Linked DNA regions of Pan troglodytes: region 2 is linked to region 1. A link is a contact called in public Hi-C data. All regions are on one chromosome and are shown on one strand. Each heading gives the region's core, a stretch centred on a gene start, on an enhancer-like site or on the middle of the called end of the contact. The rest is flanking DNA. Distances are from core to core; before and after follow the strand shown.

Region 1 (7,850 bases), core at 3,836-6,335:
GCAAGGAGGAGTCAAGTCCATTAAGCTTGATGTATTTTCTTCTTTTTTTTTCTTTTTCTTTTTTCTTTTCTTTCTTTTTTTTTTTTTTTCTGAGATGGAGTCTCACTCTGTCACCTAGGCAGAGTGCAGTGGTGTGATCTCGGCTCGCCACAACCTCCACCTCCCGGGTTCAAGCAATTCTTCTGCCTCAGCCTCCTGAGTAGCTGGGATTACAGGCACACACCACCACACCCAGCTAGTTTTTGTATTTTTATAGAGACGGTGTTTTACTATGTTGGCCAGGCTGGCCTTGAACTCTGGATCTCAAGTGATCCGCCCGCCTGGGCCTCCCAAAATGCTGGGATTACAGGCGTGAGCCACCTTTCCGCCATAGATGTATTTTCAAAGTGTAAGCCACCACCATCTGAGAGGCCAAGCTGTACACTTTTTTTGTTTAAGACAAATCGGAGAGAACAGAACATAATCATTAGAGGTGTCGAAAGATACCTAGAGTGAATGTCATTAGCATATGCTGTCCAGAAGTTGAAAGAAGGGGGAAATGGTGGGCCAGACATGAAGTCTTTGAAGATTTCCAAAAGGAGACCGAGAAATGCTGTCATCAGAGTCAGGGTGGGAGGGTGGTGAACAGGAGTCTACTGTTTAGAAATCATTACAGTTTGTTCTTACAAGTTGGGCAGGTTTTTGGTACAATTATATAACTGCACATACATTCAGGGTATTGAAATGAATGATGTACTACTATACATGTAATTACATGTAGCAAAATGTATACTTTTATTTGGTGGGTATTTACATATAGTACACTGAATAGTGTACTTAAAAATAATTAACATAAAATATTCTTTTAAAAACAGAGCAATTAAAAGTTGTTTGGTTTTCTTGAGCTCAAAAAATAAAAGAACCTGGAATCTTCCTTTCATTTATTCAAGTAGTCTATGCCAAATCCTTCTAAAAGGCAGTCGCCAAAGACAAAAGAAAGAGTCATTCTCCTCTGTTACTCATAATCTTTTGATTTAAGGAAAAGGGATTTTCAAATGTAAAGTGTCTCAAAACTTCTGTCTGGTCTTAGTCCTAAATTTAAAACATTTACAAATTCAGGCAGCTTGAATTACTACCTCGATATAATTTTGAACTTCTATGTTTGTAAAATTGAGATTCTCCACATAACTTTTTATTAAGAGTATGATTCCTTTATACCATGCATCAAAATAGTCATATCTTTATGTTTATTTATGAATAAATTATGATAGAAGCATTTAGCATTATGAATTGTTTCTGATTATCCAAAATATTTCTTGTTGAAACTATTTGAAACTCATTCTAGTTTGGATGCAAAAAAAAAAAAAAAAAAATTCAGAAAATGCATTAAGGTTTTAGAACGAACCTCTTGATTTTTCCTTTGAAGTATATCTGATTTCTGAGTTTTTTTCATTTTCCTTCTAGCTTGGTAAAAATTATAGATTATTCCCCAACTTTTCTTGGGGATAAAGTTTCTTAACTTTAGGTGAAATTTAATTGCATGAGTCCATAATAAAAGATCTTGTGTAGGATAAATAAAATGGATTTTTAAAATAATGCCTTACAGTGTAAGACATTTTTCAATTTGGAAGAAATTCTTGATAGTTAATTCCTTCAAGGAATTAGGTGAAGTATAACAGAACAACTTTTAAATTTGAATCTTTAGAAAACAACGCGACACATTTTCACTTCTTGGAGCTGCCAAAAGAGGGTCAATTTAGTAGTAATCTACCCATATTTTGGAGAATTGGACAATTTTTTTTTTACTTTAGTGGATTTAATAAACTATATGTGGATGTCAGGGAAAGGAGAATCCACTAGTGTTAGGAAGATAGGAAAGAATGAACTCCCAAAAGCACTTTACAATTTTCTGCAAGTTAAATTAGTTAGTATTATCACATCCCCCATGTGGCTACTTACTGCTTTTTAGGCAAAATAAAATGGGCCAGAAAAGAAATTTAGGAATTCTGGGCTCAAATATTAATTATTTAGTTACCTCATTTGGGGCTAAGCTGTATTTCATTTAAAGGCGTCAGGAACAAACATCATCTTGGTCAGTTCCTCCATCTGATGACTGGGGGCTTGATTTTGAAAGCTTGGGTGGCAAATTGGTCATATACTTGGAAACTGCGAGATTTCATCCCCTAAAGGGAGAGCCTGAGTGTCGAAAAGTGACCAAATGCCTGTGGATTGTTTTTTTTTTTTTTTCCTTGTTTTTCATTCTAAGTAATATTAATTATGTGTCCAGGTGCCCTAGGTATTTCTTGGTACTGGGTCATTTATCTTGAGAACTTACCTGCCTCTCACACCGTGCTCTGGGAGGTCATAGCCATTACTGTATTATCTTTGTAGGTGCCAGTGGAAATCTAGGTCCTAAAACCTATAAAATATTTTGTAAATATTTTATGCAGCGCACATCTTTGTAGATCCACTCTGCCAGTGGGTACTCCTGGGTTTTTACAATGGTGGGGCTAAAAATCAATCTCAAACAATACAAAAGAAACAAAATAGTCTTTGGAAATAAATACAATTTGCTTTTATTCTGTGTCTATACTTGCTCAAGAAAATTAAGTGCACTTTAAAAAGTTTTTTTTAGGTCTCTGCTGTTTCACTCAACGCAGATAACTTTTGATCAGTGGTTTATTTTGAATGAATTTCTTTTTACAAAGTAACGTTTTATGGTGCTGGTGAAAGTTATTCTAAACTCCTCCCTTCCCACCACCCCCTGCAGAGAGCAACAAGGTTTATGTAACCCAAAACTTTGGTGGGAGAACTCAACTGTATTTAAATAGAGGTAACCTCTGGGCCATCCAATATAGTGTGTCTGTACTAAGTCAGGTTAGCATGTAAATAATATAAATATAACCAGAAATGTAACAACGGTATTTAATAGTCATCAGATTTATTTCTAAAATATTGCCATGGATTCAGAATACTGAATTCCAACCAGATGTATTTCGGGAGTATTACACAGGTCATATATATTTCACTTTTTTGATTTAAACCCAGGGGATCTACACGATAATTAGATTGAGAACATCTGCATCAAATCCAAACCATTTCCCTGATCCTTCCTTGAGCCTTCCCCATGGGAGGGATTTCTTTTTTTTTTTTTTTAAGCCCCTGCATATTTTATTTGTCTAGCCACCTTTAGCGCAATTCCTAGGTCTCGCCTGCCTGCCACCGCAGAAATAGACATGCGAGGGGAAGGCGGAAGCACCCCCCCTACCCCCGCCGCCTCCCCGAGTGTGCAGGCATCCTTAGAAGTCGCATTTCCCCGGGACAGGAGTGTCCCTCGGTGGCAATGCCGCTTCCCGCCAGAAGCCTGACTCCAGGACAGGGCGTGGCCAGGCGCGGGGGCCTGGGCGCGCCGGTGGGCACGTGCGCGGGGACCCGAGGACCCGAGTGTCGGGGCGCCGCTGCCCTCTACCGGGCGGCGCGGTCGGAGCTACAGCGCGGCGGCCGGCCGACTGAGCGCGCGGGCCGGGGCGCCCCACACGGAGGCAGCCCTTGGCCACCCGAGATCCACAGTGCCCTGCTCTGCGCGGCGTCACCGCATCTAGGATGGAGGCTCGCAACGTGCCCCCCGACGCCAGCGCGCTCCCACCCACCGGCGAGTCAAGGTTGCGTTGGGGAGGCAGTGAACCCCGTTCCCGACATCAGGGGCCTCCCCTTGGGGAAACTGAGGCCCCTGGCCAGCAGCGCAAGACCTGGGGACACGCGTGTTCTCTAAATCTTGGGACTTTCATTTCCAGCCTCTTCTTCCAAAAATGCCGAATTCACTGCGCCAACCCTCGAACTCACTTGAAAAGCAATTGTTTTCCACTTGCGCGTTTTATTTTGTATCCTATACAGATTTTATTTACGTATGCATTTTGAGATTAAGGAATTTGGGGACTTGTTTTAACTAATTACTCGTTCAGTGAAGTACGGGAGAGTCAAAGAACAGTATTCCTACTGGAAACTCCAAGTCACACGTGTGTATAATCAATGAAAGATGACGATCATAAAACGTGTGCTTTCGCCAGCTTTCCGCGAGGAGAGAAATCAAAAGAGAATTTATTTTTTGGTTTGCATTTTAGCATTTCTGTAAACTTGGGACCGCGCTTTCCGTTTTCAGTGAGTGCACCCACACTTTCCAACTTTCTGCGCCCAAAGTTGCAACAAACCAAGGTGTCTGAACCACAGGAAGTTTCTTGGGCTGTTCCGCTGAAGCGGCGCGGGGGGACACAGAACTGGGCTCCCAGACTTTTCCTGTCGTGGCCTAAACTGGAACGGCTTGGGCGAATGGGGGCTGCCGGGACCCCCAGCGCTACCGCCGTTGGGGTGGGTTCGGGTGCGACGCTGGCACCGCCGCTGTCCGGGTGGGGGGCATCCACGCGCGCGGCCCCCTGAGAGGGTCAGGGCTGTTTCCCCCTCAACTCCACTCCTCCAAACATCCCACGCTGTTCTGGTCGTGTCGGTGTCCCCGTCCTCGCTGGGCGCAGAGGGATCAGAGTGTTGCCGTCCACCGTCGGGGCGCCTCCCACGCACGCTGCTGCGGGGGGTCTGGGCCACGCAGGGGTCGGGTGTGGGGGGTCCCGGGCAGGTGGTAGCGGCGTCTCCGCGCTCTGTACACTAACCACTACAGGGGCGCTCCGACGTTCCCCCCAACCGGAGTCTTGAAGGCGCTGCGCTCGGCCACTGCGGGTGATCGCGATCCCTGCGGGAGACCCCCCCGCAGCCCTCCCCAGGTGCGCGGTGCCGGGGGACCCCGGGCGCTGCCCTCCAGCGCCCCCTCGGGGCCGGGTCTGTGGCCGGCGCGACCGCGGACTTTGGGGGGGGTTGTCCCGAGGGGCGGGGGTCGCCGGCCGGCCCGCGGAGGGGAGGGGGAGGGCGGCGGTGGGGGGGTTGGGGGAGTAGGGGCCGGGGCCGCGCGCGCGAGGCCGGGCCGCGGCCGCCGCGCCCTGGGGCTGCGACTCCGGCTCCGGCTCGGGCTCGCCATGGCTGCGGCGGCGCCGTGAGGAGGAGTCCGCGTCCTCGGTGGCGGCGGCGGCGGCCGGCTCCAGGCCGGGTTTTGGCGCCGCCCGCCTGCTGCCTCCTGGCGGCTCCTGAACTCCAGCCCCCTCTCTATCAGCCGCTCACTCCGTCTCAATATGTCTCAAGATGGCGGCCAATGTGGGATCGATGTTTCAATATTGGAAGCGCTTTGATTTACAGCAGCTGCAGGTCAGGCTCCTCCGCGCTCGGCCTCGCGCCCGGGGGTGGGGGCTGCGGGCGGTCGCGGCCTCCGCCGGGGGCCCCGGGCTGGCCCAGCCGCCGGGGGGCCCGCGGCGGCGGGGAGGAGGGGGGTGCCGGGCACCGCGGGGCCGAGTCGGGGCCGAGTCCCTCCCGCTCCCCGGCCCCCATTGATCACTCGCTTGATCGGAAATTGATCCTCTTTGTTCAATTCATCGATCAGCCCAAGATGGCGCCGGGAGCCGCCGCCGCCACCACTGCCCCCGGTGTCTGCCCCCACCCCGGGCGCCCCCCCGGGCCCCGCGCCGCCGCCGCCGCCAGCGCCGCCGCCGCCGTTGCCGCCGCGGGACCGGGGAGGGGGCGGCCCCGGCGGCCCGCGGGGCGCGCGCGCGAGCGGGGAGCGGGGAGCGGGCGGCGGGGGGCGGGCGGCGGCGGGCGCCGGGAGGGGGCCGCGGCCCGGCGGTGGCGCCCGCCCGCCCGCTCGCCCCGCGCCCCCGGCCCGCCGTATTCCCGGGGAAAGTTTGTGGGGAGTTGCTGCGGGGGGTGAAGCGCCTGCCTCTCCAGGAGGAGCCGCCGCCACTGCCGCCGGCGCGGCGGAGCTGGGGCTGGTGGCGCTGTGGTGCCGCCGGCTCGGGGGAGGGTCAGAGCGGCCACCGGCGGCGGCGGCGGCGCGGCCCGGCTCCGGCCAGGCGGGCGGGTGGCCGGGCGGGCGCCCGCGCTCCCTACCCCCGGCCGGCCCCGGCCGCCGCCTCCGGCTGTCACCGGCCCGGGCCGCGCCGCCGCTCCGGCACCCCGCGTGTGGCTCCCGGCGCGGACCCCCGGGTTTGTTTACGTCCCGGGGAGCGCCCCGGGGCCACCCGCGCACCTCGCGGCCGCCCCTCTCTTTTGTGTGCCTGTGTCGGTGACGCGGACCTGTTCCTCCGTGGCGGACCCCCGCGGGGGCTCTTTGGGGAAACTTGGCGAGGGGCGCGGGGGTGCCCCGCGCGCAGTGTCGCTGGGTCCCGGTGTCCCGGACCGCCGGGTGCGGGCGCGGGAGGAGGAGGCTGCAACTTTCCCCGAGCGCAGGCCCCACGCTGTTCCCCCGGGTGCCCGGGCAGTGTACGCTGCCTCCCCGCCGCCGGTCCGAGCCGCGATCGCCGCGCGCCTGGGGGCTCCGGCGGCCTCCGGTGACCTGCGGCGCCCGATCCCTTCCTTGCCTCCCCTCGGGGCTTCTGCCCTCTCTGCAGGGCCCGCCATGGAGCGCGCGGCGGGTGCGCTCGGAGATGCCTTCTTGGGCCGGGTTCTCGAAAGCAGAGCCCCGGGGGCCCGTTGGGACCGTGGCGTGCCGGGCGGTGGTCCGCGCGCGGAGTCCCCGGCGCCGCGGGGGGACCGTGCCGGGGCTCCCCGGCCCGCGCCCGAGCCGCCGCCGTGCCCAAGGGGCGAGTGCCTGCCTGCCACCCCCCGTCCGGAGGAGCGGCGCACCCTTAGGGTCCGCCCCGCACGTGCCAGCTCGGCGCCCGCGGCGCCCGGACAGCCCCGGGACTCTGCCAGGTGGATGTTGTGCGTAGCCGGAGCCAAGTTGAAGGTGAGCGGCGTGTGGGCCAGAAGTCCCGAGATTGCAGGCGCGAAGGGAACCGGGGATGTCGGGGGGTGCCCGGGTCCCGCGGCTTAGAATGCTCTAGGGCGGCCTGGTGCTCTGGGAGGGGATAGGAGGGTTCCTCAGGGCCCCTGGGGAACTGCAGCTGCTCCCAACTGCTAAGGTGTGCGTGAAGATAAACTTGGCTGAACTTTCCTAACCTGGAGGACTGGTGACAGTGACCTACCGCAATACCTTTGGGAGCAAAGCTCGAGATGCAGGCTTGTATGAAACGAAGCGGGTTGGATTAAAACATATTTAAATGGAATCTGACAACTTTAATTGTATATGCTTGTTTTCTGCTCTTGCCTACTAAGAACGATAAAGCCGAGTCATAGTCGTTATGAAATTTCCTGAAATTTCTCGCTTAACTAGGAAGAAGACTATGCGAAATATGTATTTCCGATAAGATTAAAACTTAAAGGAGTTTAAGTATTTATTGACTAAAATAGATTACTCCAAAGTGTCTATTGTGTAAATTAGATTCCTGGATGTAATGAACACAGCCGAATGGCATTTTTGATAAATTGGTCTACCCTGTTTTAGTAAAAATAGCTCCCTTTTACCATAATTTAATTCCTGTGCTTACTGTAAAACCCGTTGTGGAGTTTTAAGGACAAACCTTATTATTATTATTTTTCTCTCTTGTCTTCCTAAATGTGACATCCTAGCTTAATATCAATGAAGTGTCTTTTTTAAAGCATCCTGGCAAAATTGCCTGGAAAATGGATTTGGTTTCTAGAGTTACTAGATTTTAAGAACTCTAAACCTTCCTGTCCCCCATATTAGCTACTTCTTCAGGGGATCAGGGCTCCAGGGTTCCATCGAAAGTTTCCATGTCAGTTTACTTGCACTTTATGTGGATATTAAGAAGAAATCAAAACCAAACCCCAAAACAAAGTCCCTTATTTGAACGTCATTCCTCTTTACTCCTTTGCTTTTGGTGGTTGCTAACGATTTGGCCTTAGATGATTTCCTATGGGTTTGCAAACTTCAGTCG
Region 2 (7,850 bases), core at 3,626-6,125, 300 kb after region 1:
CCACCTCGCCCAACCAGAAATAATAAAATACACCTTAAAACATGAAATCATCCAGGTACAGTGGCCCACACCTGTAATCCCAGCCCTTTGGGAGGCCAAGGTGAGAGGATGACTTCAGGCCAGGAGTTCCAGACCAGCCTGGGCGACATAGCAAAACCCTGTCTCTACAACAGTGTTTTAAAATATTGGCCAAGCGTAGTGGCTTGCACCTGTAGTCCCAGCTACTTGGGAGGCTGAGGCAAGAGGATGGCTTGAGCCCAGGAGTTAAAGGTTGCAGTAAGCTGTGATTGTGCCATTATACTCCAGCCTGGGTGGCAGAGTGAGAAAACTTGTCTCTTAAAAACGGAAGGGAAAGAAAGAAAGAAGGAAGGGAGAGTGGGAAAGAAGAAAGGAAGGGAGGGAGGGAGGGAGGAAACTATTAACATTGGTTCTGTCTTTGTAGGTGCTTGGGATTAGATGAGGCAGAAATGAAGGGGGATTTCCTATTCCATTTTTTGTATTTTCATCATCTTGGCCTCTTTTGTGTGTTTTTAATCTTTATTTTTCCACGCACCTCGCTCTTCACAGAAATCTTTGCCTCTTTTGAAATGGGAATAGATTACCTGTGTATGCATTCTTTTAAAATTTCATTTAAATAGTTAGTAATTCTTTGCCTTTCAGCCCTGGAAAAAACTCGAACAGAATTATTTGACCTGAAAACCAAATACGATGAAGAAACTACTGCAAAGTAAGTCTCTCTGCTTGGCCTCCCTTATCCATACGCATTTCTCACCTGATTTTGCTTGAGTAGGGCAGGATCGAGAAGGTTCTTGACCTCTGTGCTGCTGCAGGGACACAGTGTATTTCCCATGAGTTACTTGCGTCGGTTCAATGCACGTTCTAGCACTCACTGGGTAATCCTTCCAACAAACTTCTTTCCTTCTTTATTGTGAAGGCTGGTCACTGCTATGCCTTCTGCCATGAAAATTTGGGAGTTAGTTTATATAAGATGTGACACATGGGACATTTTTTGTGTGGAGTTGAGTCTGGGTAAATCACATGTCTTTTTCCCTGGGCCACAGTTCTTCATTTCTCCCAGGGCCCTTTAGGAAGGCCTGCCCCAGAATAAGCACATTCCCACGCAGGCGTAGGGGTTCATGTCACACCTAACAACGCTAGGTGTGGATATACGGATAGACACAGATTCGGGCAGGCAGAGTCACAAAAGGCCAATTCCTACCCAGCTCTTGTCCAAAGGAAATTAGAGGTGTCCACTACAAGTGTACTTTTTACCCGCCCATCTTTCATGCAGAACACCAGCAAGGAAGAAATAATAATTGACGTAAATCATGAAAAGATGAAGAAATGGCAGAAATTGCTCCTAGCCATTGCCTCCTCTACCAAACTCCCGGGGAGCAATGCCAGACTAGAGTTTGAACCACTTTTTCCTGTTCTGGAAGGCTCTTCCCATCTTCCGCGGAAACACACACGCGTGCTTACTGCCATGTCTCTTGGGTTTCCCTATTCCAGTTACAAAGGTCCCCGCACTCTGCTCACACAGTGCCTCCGTGGGCATCGGCAAGAAGATGGGTACTTCTGAATGGCGCCGCTGTCCCACCAGGCTCCACCTCTGTATGGGGTGCTGGCACTTACTGTCCCTCTGCCCCATCTCACGTGACCTTGGGCTTTGAGGGTGCTGCTGGGTCTGTTGCTTTCAGGATGCTGTGTGGGGTTCTTGGCCCTTTGCTCTGGGTCGTTTAGTAGCCTGAGACCTCGAGAGCCCAGCTTCCTAGCCTGGTGGTCAGAATGGATTCTGATCATGAGTATGAAACTTACAAAGACTAAAACATCACCACTAGATCAGCTACTCTCTTCTCTCAATTACTGCTTGGACCTGATTAAGCAGCTTACTTACTTGCACTAAGTAAGTTGTTTTTCTCAGTAAATCTGATTTTTAAAACTTACTATATTTCACTGGGCATGGCAGTGTGCACCTGTAGTCCCAGCTACTTGGGAGCCTGAGGTGGGAGGATCATGTGAACCCAGGAGTTGAGGCTGCAGTGATCTGTGATCGTACCAGTGCACTCCAGCCTGGGCAACAGAGCAAGACCCTGCCCCTAAAAAATTTTTAAAAATATTGTTTTAGTTTTAAAAAACATGTCAGGGGCTGATTGTCCTTCACATAAAAATTAGCCCTGTCTCAGGACTGTAGCTGAGAGGGCAGTGGCTCTCTTGGGGTGTGCCCCACCTGCCCTCTGAAGTAAGAAACATTCTTGTCTCCCCAGTGGTGCCAGGCCGAGGGGTGTGGTGTGCACGAAGGGAGAGAGACTCACTCGGTTAGATGATAGGCATGGCTCAGAGATAATAGATTCATTCATTGATTCAACAGACATTCACAGAGGCTTCCTCTGTGCCTCGCCCTGTGCAAATTCTGAGACTGTTACGGCTCCATGGGGAGACAGGCCATTGCAATCCAGCATGCCCCAGTGCTGCAATCAAGGGGACAGGGCGCTGACGGTCAGCAGGTCAGACAGGGAGCCTGCAGGTGGCAGGCAGGGCACTCCCATTGGGATAGTCAGAAGAAAGTTTGGCAGGGTGCAGTGACTCACGCCTGTAATCCCAGCACTTTGGGAGGCCAAGGCAGGTGGATCACCTGAGGTCAGGTGTTCGAGACCAGCCTGGCCAACATGGCAAAACCCCATCTCTACTAAAAATATAAAAATCAGCTGGGCATGGTGGCGTGCGCCTGTAACCCCAGCTACTGAGGTGGCTGAGGCGGGAGAATCGCTTGAACTCGGGAGGCAGAGATTGCAATGAGCCGAGATAGCACCACTGCACCCGAGCCTGGGCTACAGAGCCAGACTCCATCGCAAAAAAAAAAAGGTCAATATTGGGCCTATTTGCAGAGGTGCAGTTCCTAGGCTCATAGTACTGGCAGGGCTTCCACGCCTGGGTTTGAATGAGCCACAGGGGGGAAAGGTAGCTAGAGCCTGAAGGTGAGGGCCCCCTCGAGGGGAGCCGTGGCCTTGGGGAGGGAAGAGGGACCCAGGGCAGCGCCAGGGAGCCCTTAACTGATCCCCTTTCTCCTCCCACCAGCCAGGGGAGCTGGGGAAGGGCATAGTACATCCCTGGCATCAGGGGAGCGCAGGGAAAGAATTGTCGAGGAAGCCTTCCTAAAGAGGGTGGTATGGGATTCGGGATTGGAAGATGAGTCAAGTCAGGTTTTGCAGAGGTTTGTGAAGATACAAGCCTGGCGAAGCCTGTCTTGGGGAGGACCTGCCAGAGGTTCCGAACGATTTGCCTGTGGGGTAGGATGGGGCAGCCTGGTGGAGCATTTCCCACATCAGAAACGGTCTGGACACTGACAAAGGCAGCCTAGGACCAACCACGTAATGTAATAGTTCCCAGAGTAAGTCATCCCCCAAAAATGCAGAGAATGGCCTGAGAAAATTGGATCTTGGCTACTTTCTTTTAACTTTGGAGGCCATGGGCTCATTCTGAGACCTCCCCCACTGCCTTTCCCTCCCCTTTTATTTTCCAGGACAGATTTGTCACTATTCCATCTGCTTCAAGTCCAACCTACATGTATTTTATTAGACCAGACACGTTTTCATTCATGTTTGTGAATATAAGCCCCTTGGGGCAAATCTTTTCACATATGGTCTTACAGCATTTCAAAAACAATTTATTTTCCCTCTTCTGAAGGAGGGATTCTTAGGGCCAGGCGCGGTGGCTCACACCTGTAATCCCAGCACTTTGGGAGCCTGAGGCGGGCGGCTCACTTGAGCCCAGGAGTTCAAGACCAGCCTGGGCAACATGGCAAAAGCCTGTCTCTACAAAAAATACAAAAATTATCTTGGCATGGTAGCTCCTAACTGTAGTCCTGGCTACTTATGAGTCTGAAGTGGGAGGATCGCTTGAGCCCAGGAGGTCGAGGCTGCAGTGAGCCTAATTATACCACTGCACTGTGACCTGGGTGACAGAGCAAGACCCTGTCTAAAAAAAAAAAAAAAAAAGGGATTCTTAAATATTTGTTGACGGGAATTGGAGAGGCATGAAGGAAGATGGGTTTTGGAGAAAGACTGACTTGGGAGTGATTCACTAGGGTCCACTACCAGCTCTCTGCGTGACCCTGAATGAGCTATGAGCTGTCCACCTCCCTTTCTGACCTGTACAATGGGCATACCGGAAGTCAAGTCACTGGGTGGTTTTTGTTGTTGTTGTTGTTGTTGTTGTTTTGTTTTGAGATGGAATCTTGCTCTGTCGTCTAGGCTGGAGTGCAGTGGCACGATCTTGGCTCACTACAACCTCCACCTCCTGGGTTCAAGCGATTCTCCTGCCTCAGCCTACCAAGTAACTGGGTTTACAGGCGTGCGCCACCACATCCAGCTAATTTTTGTATTTTTAGTAGAGACGGGGTTTCACCATGTTAGCCAGGATGGTCTTGATCTCCTGACCTCGTGATTCGCCCACCTCAGCCTCCCAAAGTGCTGGGATTACAGGCGTGAGCCACTGCACCCGGCATGCTAGGTGGTTTTGAAGAGGCAGGAATGGGATGTGTGTGTACAGCACCTGGCATGGTGAGAGTCTGAGGCTAAGCTGTCGAGAGATAGAAGCTATTCCCAGCAAGCTCAGAGCAGGGCGTGGTATGCGTTTCTGAAATTAACGGCCTTGGAGGAAATTGACTTTCACCGCATCACCACGACGGACTGGGCTCACATTGTCTGTCTGTCGTGGGGAGGTGTCACAGGGTACCCATCCCTCTCCCCTGTTTTGGAGAGAAGCCCGCAGGTCTGTGGCACTGAGGCTGCTCCGAGACCCCGGTTTATCGTGAGCAGTCATCGCCATGCGTCAGCTGGGACAGCACGGGCTGACTGTGGCAGAGACAACGGCAGTAAAGTTTTCCATGTGTAGGCTTGAAGCAAAATGTAATTAGCCTTTATGTGCAGAACAAGGGCCCATTGATGAATACAGCTGGTCTTTGTTTTGTCCTGTCGTTGAGAGTGGGAGGTAAAAGTGTTCTTCTTCATGTTTATTAATGCAAGATTCCTTAGACAAATGGCAAGCACAGTTTAATATTTGTTGGAACATGGGGGCTTTGCCAAAACAGTTGTTGTGTAAAAGGATTGCAAGGTTTCCGATTATAACCATTTCTGGGTTAAATAAATGAATTATTTCTGCCCTTTTTTTCTTTTTTGAAATTTTTTTAGAGTCAGGGTCTCACTGTGTTGCCCAGAGTGGTCTCAAACTCCTGGCCTCAGGTGATCCTCCCGTCTTAGCCTCTCAAAGTGCTGGGACTACAGGCATGAGCCACTACGCCTGACATTCTTTTTTCTTTAGTTAAAAACATAGCTCCTTCTCAGATGGTCACCCTGTGTACGGATCTTCCCGCTTCTCTTAGCAAATGGAGATTTACCACCCTAATAGCCTTAACCTTGGAGACTCTAGCAAAGGAACGTGCTGTGGATTTTAACATCTAAACAATTCCTTGGGATGGATGGCTGTGGAGGTGGCAGATCCCTGGAATCACGCAGCAGTAGGCAGCCCAGAGAGAGGCCTGGGCATCCCTCACTGCCCCAAGTTCCTGCATCCGTCTCCTGCAGCTGTTCACTTACTTGATCTTGGGTTTGGGTTGCTACTGCACCCTCCAGCAGGAATGTCGCCCTCCCAGCCAAGCGGCTAGTGTTCTGGGCAAAAATGCAGGAATTCCCATTTTTGCTGAAGTCCACGATCCTATGCCCTGTCCCCAAGAATCTGGATTGGAAAAGGAGTTCCAGCTGCAATACACACAGTCAGCTTCTTGCATTCCTCCCCACTCGTGGGCCGAGGCACTGAGCCTCGATGAAAGAAAATATTGAATCACACTGAAATACTACATTTTTTATAGCTAATGTTAGTCTTAGGAGAATTTGCATCTCCCAAACCTTTCCTGCCAGTAAAATTCGTATTTCTTAAGGTTACTCATGTTGTATTCCTAGCCTATATGCTTTTTTCAAAGAACGACATTGTGTATACACATACTTACATAGTATGGTTACAAAAGAGACATTTACGAGGAACTTCACTTAGGTTAATTTTAGAGTATTTTCTTTATAACATGTATATAACCAGTACTTTATCACAAAATACAACGTGCTCTGAAACAGCAGAAAACTTTCCCGTAGCTAACTCAGCATTGGGGAACCTCTACGCTTCTTTGGAGGGATAGAGAACTCCAGATCCCAAAGGAGGACATAAGACAGAATTTGAAAAGGGGAGGAGGCTGGGCATGGTGGCTCACGCCTGTCATCCCAGCACTCTGGGAGACTGAGGTGGGAGGATCACTTGAGCCCAAGAGTTCGAGACCAGCCTGGGCAACATAGTGAGACCCCACCTCTACCAAAAAATACAAAATTTAGCTGGGCATGGTGTTGTGCCTTTAGTTCCATTTACTTGGGAGGCTGAGTTGGAAGGTTCGCTTGAGCCTGGAAGTTCCAGCGTGTAGTAAGCTATGATTGCATCACTGTACTCCAGCCTGGGTGACAAAACGAGAGCCCATCTCTAAAAATAATAATAATAATAATTTTTAAAAGGAGGGGAGGAGGATACCAGCAGTTCAAGACACAAGTCTGCATGGCAAATGTGGGTGGGATGGATACTTTATTTTATTTTTTATTTTTTTGAGACAGGGTCTCTCTTAGTTATTCAGGCTGGAGTGCAGTGGTGCGATCATGGCTCACTGCAACCTCCACCTCCCGGGTTCAAGTGATTCTTCTGCCTCAGCTGCTGGAGGAGCTGGGATTACAGGCTTGTGCCACCATGCCTGGCTAATTTTTGTTTTTTGGGTTTTTTTTTTTTTGTTTTTTGAGACTGAGTCTCGCTCTATTGCCCAGGCTGGAGTGCAGTGGCACGATCTTGGCTCACGGCATCCTCCGCCTCCCGGGTTCAAGCGATTCTCCTGCCTCAGTCTCCCAAGTAACTGGAATTGCAGGCATCTGCCACCACACCCAGCTAATTTTTGTATTTTTAGTAGAGACGAGGTTTCACCATGTTGGCCAGGCTGGTCTCGAACTCCCAGACTCAAGTGATCTGCCCGCCTTGGCCTCCTGAAGTGCTGGGATGACAGGTGTGAGCAGCTGGGATGGATACTTTGTTTACATACTGTTCTGGACTATTTCACAATGATTTCCTGAGTGTTATCTTGTTTGCCCTTTCCTGAAGTCATTGGGGCAGCTTTTATTGTGCTCACTGCATGGATGAGGAAGCAGTCCCAGGAACACGCAGAGTCAGGCCCTGGACCTGGTCCTTTAGGCTCAAATTCCAGTGCTTTTTGCTTGAGACCACGGCGGTCTTCAAAGCCCCTTTCTGGTGCCAGCTTTGTAATCAAGCAGCAAAGGTGAGGGCTAGTCAGGTGAAGGCAGGCGTTCCCGGGGGGTTCAGCCTTTCCCAGCCTCACAAGCCCCCGTTGTATTTACCATAGCAGATCGATTTTTCCCTTTTTGAACAATAATTCCTCATGAAAGACTCACAGAACTGGGGCCAGGTAGAGCCCGGTTGAGTAAACCTGAGAATCACCCAGCTGTCTTGACCATCATATTTAGACAAATATTGCATCCCCTGATTGAATTTGAAAGGGACAACTTAAGCATCCTGAAAACAGAGTCTGTCTGCTGTACCTTTAAGAATGTAAAATTTTCTATTTCCTGTCTTTTTGATGAGTCATCAGTTTCCAGTACGAGTTGCTGTAATTACCCTGGTTGGATTAATTTCCCTAAAAATAGAGAAGCAGCCACTTTTATGGTTTTCAGAGTATGGACTTGAATAAAGAACCTCCTGTCCTTTAAACCTTAGAGAGCACTAAATCAGACTTGCAGGGAAAAACCGATGGCCTT

What was found. Hi-C and Micro-C count contacts between places; a contact is called where the count stands out from the background.
Region 2: a contact with region 1 is called in a Hi-C map of stem cell-derived neural progenitor cells, with 4 times the contacts expected there. The contact joins the enhancer-like site here to the promoter of CUX1 in region 1. A contact is called at or near these places in 1 of 7 Hi-C or Micro-C datasets (stem cell-derived neural progenitor cells) and 1 of 1 datasets of contacts at active chromatin or transcription factors (stem cell-derived excitatory neurons).

What each region holds. Positions count from the first base shown.
Region 1 is chr6:111,359,107-111,366,956 of NHGRI_mPanTro3-v2.0_pri, forward strand. CUX1 (cut like homeobox 1) reads left to right here and starts at 5,086. Exons shown (of 23, transcript XM_054656169.2): 1 at 5,086-5,226. The coding sequence starts at 5,164.
Region 2 is chr6:111,662,381-111,670,230 of NHGRI_mPanTro3-v2.0_pri, forward strand. CUX1 (cut like homeobox 1) reads left to right here. Exons shown (of 23, transcript XM_054656169.2): 8 at 661-727. Among named protein-coding and RNA genes, the nearest start is that of SH2B2, 170 kb to the right of the region's middle. Within about 2 kb of position 4,876, at least 10 of the 24 cell types and tissues checked have an H3K27ac peak or open chromatin away from gene starts, as enhancers often do. A contact at or near this core is called in stem cell-derived neural progenitor cells, where this site is marked.